Regions from separate parts of the Arabidopsis thaliana genome. Here region 2 is linked to region 1. Evidence: chromatin contacts called from public capture Hi-C data. All regions are on one chromosome and are shown on one strand. The core of a region is the stretch at or near the end of the contact, and the rest is flanking DNA. Distances in the headings are between cores, read along the strand shown.

What was found. Capture Hi-C pulls out chosen DNA fragments and counts their contacts.
Region 2: a contact with region 1 is called in a capture Hi-C map of root, with 2.3 times the contacts expected there. A contact is called at or near these places in 2 of 3 other capture datasets (root and seedling).

The regions. Positions count from the first base shown.
Region 1 is chr1:23,012,269-23,015,010 of TAIR10.1, reverse strand. AT1G62290 (Saposin-like aspartyl protease family protein) reads left to right here and starts at 1,410. Exons shown (of 13, transcript NM_001036142.3): 1 at 1,410-1,500; 2 at 2,324-2,698. The coding sequence starts at 2,330.
Region 2 is chr1:23,158,402-23,161,101 of TAIR10.1, reverse strand. FMO GS-OX3 (flavin-monooxygenase glucosinolate S-oxygenase 3) reads right to left here and starts at 1,368. Exons shown (of 7, transcript NM_104934.3): 1 at 644-1,368; 2 at 484-554; 3 at 1-9. The coding sequence starts at 1,190.

The sequences.
Region 1 (2,742 bases), core at 161-2,660:
CGATCATTTGCATCATCGTAACTTGCTTGTGTGATTTAGGTTGGACTGAATACTAAAAGACACATGTTAACGATATCATTGGGGCACAATTGATTGGCAAGGATCTAACTGGATTGACTGCTATAGACAACATAATCGTTGGAATTGGTGAGAACCCAAATGTGCATGTTATTCTTGTTTGTCTCTTTATTTTAAAACATCAAGAGCCATTATTCAAACCTTGAAATCTAATTATGATCAAACAGCTTGCAACAAGAAAAAGAAAAGTAGATTTTGAAATGCCAACAAGAATACGGTAATTTTGAATGTCATTGAACAACTTTTGGGGATAAAATTTCATACCAAATAACAAATTAAAATCTGATGCAAAGACGTGACTAATTAAAGTTTTCATAGCTAGCTAGGCAGTCAGAGCAAAATATCAAAATCATAAAATGGACATAAGAAAGGAAGAGACCAAGAAATTACTTCATGGTTCTTTTTGCCCCTCTTCTTTAGCCTTCGAGACTTCTCATCTTCTTAAACAAAATAATCATGTTTAAACAATCACAAAAGAACATAAACTGGTTATTTTGAAAATTTTGATGGCTCAAGAACTTTGGGAACTGTTCCGAAATGATTTAATAAGTACGTGGTGATGAAATTGAGTATATTAAAACATCTATCTGCACAGCAAGAAAGACAAACAACTAGAAAAATATTTTAAATGAAGCACCACCATCTTAACACTAAGCTTAGGTTAGGTGCTTTCGTTTTTTTTTTCCATTTTTGAGCTTAACTTATAGCATGTCAAAATTCTCATTTGATGGTTGTTTTTGTTTGTAATTGTTCAGATTCTCATTTACGTATGTGTAATTGCTCAAATCCTTATTTTTGGAGCATTATTGCGACACTATGTCAATCATATACCTGAGACTCATGTGGACATATGATATTATCGAGTTAAATATGGGTATTGTTTATAAATTGTATGATATATGTAGTTCATATGATTATTATTTTTGTTAGGATCATGTGTTCCTGATGAGATTGTTATATTGATTATTGCATGCATGGTTAATTTCAGGTTTGTGGCAAACGTTTATGAAACCCTTATCCAAATAGAATGAGCTTTTAAGGCCCATGAAAAACTATCCAAACATGATTTTTTTTGTCCCTTTTCTTCAACCATGTTATTTTTTCTCACAAAATTTGAAAATCTATTTTGGAATCTAAAAACTATTTCAAATTTTGGAAATTCTAAAATTGTCTAATTAAACAGTTATAAAAAATCCGAAAGAGCAAGTAAATTAAGCTCGAGTGTAGCAACTTACCAACAAAACTTAGTGGGTCATATCTTATCAACACGTCAACGATCAAAACCTTTAGCCTATTAAATTCAACGGCTTAGATCAAAACGAAACTAGGTGGGTCCCACTTTTAATATCGTGGCTGCATAACATTTCCTCGATAACTGAAGCCGTTGTGGTCTTTCTCAGAATCTGGTGCTTAAACACTCTGGTGAGTTCTAGTACTTCTGCTATGATCGATCTCATTACCATTTCTTAAATTTCTCTCCCTAAATATTCCGAGTTCTTGATTTTTGATAACTTCAGGTTTTCTCTTTTTGATAAATCTGGTCTTTCCATTTTTTTTTTTTTGTGGTTAATTTAGTTTCCTATGTTCTTCGATTGTATTATGCATGATCTGTGTTTGGATTCTGTTAGATTATGTATTGGTGAATATGTATGTGTTTTTGCATGTCTGGTTTTGGTCTTAAAAATGTTCAAATCTGATGATTTGATTGAAGCTTTTTTAGTGTTGGTTTGATTCTTCTCAAAACTACTGTTAATTTACTATCATGTTTTCCAACTTTGATTCATGATGACACTTTTGTTCTGCTTTGTTATAAAATTTTGGTTGGTTTGATTTTGTAATTATAGTGTAATTTTGTTAGGAATGAACATGTTTTAATACTCTGTTTTCGATTTGTCACACATTCGAATTATTAATCGATAATTTAACTGAAAATTCATGGTTCTAGATCTTGTTGTCATCAGATTATTTGTTTCGATAATTCATCAAATATGTAGTCCTTTTGCTGATTTGCGACTGTTTCATTTTTTCTCAAAATTGTTTTTTGTTAAGTTTATCTAACAGTTATCGTTGTCAAAAGTCTCTTTCATTTTGCAAAATCTTCTTTTTTTTTTTGTTTGTAACTTTGTTTTTTAAGCTACACATTTAGTCTGTAAAATAGCATCGAGGAACAGTTGTCTTAGTAGACTTGCATGTTCTTGTAACTTCTATTTGTTTCAGTTTGTTGATGACTGCTTTGATTTTGTAGGTCAAAATGGGAGTATACTCGAGAGCGGTTGCGTTTTCGGTCTTTGTGTCGTTTCTGCTGTTTTTCACTGCTTATTCTAAGAGAAATGATGGAACATTCAGAGTTGGCCTGAAAAAACTGAAGTTGGATCCTAACAACCGACTCGCAACACGCTTTGGTTCCAAGCAAGAAGAGGCCTTGAGATCTTCTTTGCGTTCGTACAACAACAATCTTGGTGGTGATTCTGGAGATGCTGATATTGTCCCGCTCAAGAATTACTTGGATGCTCAGTACTATGGTGAGATTGCTATTGGTACTCCACCGCAGAAGTTCACTGTCATTTTTGATACCGGAAGCTCTAACCTTTGGGTGCCATCAGGAAAATGTTTTTTCTCGGTAAGCTTTACACCATTTGTTAGTTTTTAGTTTAAGAGATAAAA
Region 2 (2,700 bases), core at 119-2,618, 150 kb before region 1:
CACCACCACCTAGCAAAATATCAATACAATAATATAGATCGTAAATGAAATTAATTATGATATATAATTTTGTGGACCAACTTACAGTTACGTTTACGTATTAATAATTTAATAGAGCTAATTTTTTATCTTTTTTTTGAATCTAATGTTAAATTATATTCAAAGAAAAAATAGCATTTTTACAACTGACGGAACGGTTTATCGAGAGAAAAATTTAAAGATTTTTTCAAAAATTTTGTAGTCCGAACAATTAGATGCGAGTTAATCAAGCTTGGGCTGCAAGCCAAACTTGAAAAGCTGCATCATACCTCCTATCACCCAAGCGTCTGATAGAGCTAATTTAAATTTCTAAATGCATACGAACAATGCTTTACTTCCAAGAACTGAGAGATGGAGTTCTTCCATATAGACGCAATGATGTAGAAAGTTTTCTTAACCTAGACCATATGCTTTACCTTCTTTTACAAAGGAAAAAAAAATTACCTCGTTTTCGAATGGATCAGGAACTCTATAGTTGTGGCTATGAATCTGCTTTCCTGGCCACGATTTTATACCTATGGATACACATTTTTTGGTTATTCTCAACTAACTTTTACACTGTTATTAAAAGAAAAGGTGAGTATTTATAAATTAATATTTTTACCAGGAATATGAGCAATATTTGGTTCTGTATAGTGACCATTGCAAACCACGACGGCGTCATAGATCTCATCTTCCAAGAACCCGCCGGAGTTTTTCGACTGGACCCTCCAGTTCCCGTTGTCAACCGGTTCAACGCGAACCACCTCGGTCTCGAACCGGATCATCTCCTCTATTTTAAACTCTCTAGCAAAGTCTTGAATATACGCAAGAACTTCCCTATGATTTGGATAACGTCTCGCGTCTCTTGACTCGTCATCGAAACGTGGCAAAAACGGGAAGTCCCTGACACCCATACTTTCTCTCGGGACATTGGTTCGGAGAGACTCGTAGATGCTCGAGTGGACTTTGGATCGGGTGGGGTCAAGGCTAAGTGGATCGGAATCGGATTTAGGTGTGTAAACCCATAGACCACCGACTTGTTTCTCCCGTTCAAACACAACTACACTGTGACCTTCACGACGGAGCTCCCTAGACGTTATGAGACCGGCTGGTCCGGCTCCGATCACTGCCACGTGTTTAGAAGTGATTTGGTTTTGAGCTGGTGCCATATTTTGTCAAATCTTAATAATAGTAGGTTTTGTGTATAAGTTGCATCAGCTTCAGGCCAAATATAAATACTATATTTTAATGGCAAGATTACAGATGTTACATTTCATCTAATGGTTATGGAATTTTATTACTCATTCCAATCCACGTGTTCGGTGAACGACGTGTAAGTGATTAGAAATTTTTCAATTTTTATGTGACCTTTTAAGCTCCGGGCATTGCTTTTGTCAAAGTTTATTTATTTAATAATAGGTCCTTTTTCATTTCTTTTTGTGTTCTTATTCTTATGATTTTTTTTTTATCATGTTCATCTTATGTTTGTTGAAATGAAACTTCATCACAAGATAATCTTATTTTGCTAAGAAATATTTTTTCGTTATAAACGTAACTTCTTTATTAAATAAATCTAGTCTTTTACGATTCCTTATTTATTTAGCTGTCGTAGACAAGCAAGTTAATTTACAGACAAACTAGTGAAATCCAGTAGGTTGGTGAAGAAAGTGAAAACACGTGTGGAATTTGCAAGGCAGGAATCTTGGTGGAGATGGGACAACAAATAATTGTCTACAGTTAATATTTTCGTGGACAAGAAAAAAAAAAGACAATCCTTGGAAAGCTACTATTACATCCATCGAAAGTTCCACATCGCTGATTTCATTTATATATATATATAAGAAAGAGAAATCATTAATCATTACTAGATTTCATCGTTACAGACTTACCGTTATCACTTACTCGCACTACGAATAAATTCAAAAATCAATGTATACATATTCATTCTCATTACTCATTAGATTTCATCGTTACCGTTATCATTTACTCGCGCTATGATTTTTTTTTAAAAATCAATAGAAGTTCTCTATAAGTCAATTTACAAAATAGAAAACAATGAAAAAAAATCCAGGAATGTACCTTAAAAATTTAGCACCAAAATCTGTCAAGAAAACTTTGAGAGCATCCACATTGATTATTTATATAAGTGTTTTTAAATGAGCATATATTCAAATATATATAAATTAAAAGAAATATATGGGTGTCTTTAAAAGGAGAGTTGTGTTTTCTTAGAGACAATTAAATCGTCCTACACAAAACATGCAAGAGATGCGTAGGCTAGATCACACTATATCACAATTCTTAATTAGCTTTATGATTTTAGTTGATGTTCTACGTATGGACCATAGAGAAACCAAACTGAATTCAACCAACATTTCTTCAACTACTAGACACAGAAATACAAAGGGTGAAAGGATCGTTACGTTAATTGGTACGATGCTATGTATTTTATGGGGGAAAATTTTCATTTTAGTTCAGGCACGTTGAAAGTCATTCACCTGTTTTCCTACCCAACATCACTGTTCTTTTCCTCTGTTCTTTCTTTCGTTTATCTATAATTACATTTCCTTCTTGAGACAAGTTGCAGTTGGAATTTTCTCTAGTTATCTTGTGAAACTCCTAACCTCCCTTCATAGTCTGAAACAGTGAACTTCATGACCTTTAATCTGGCCATCTCGG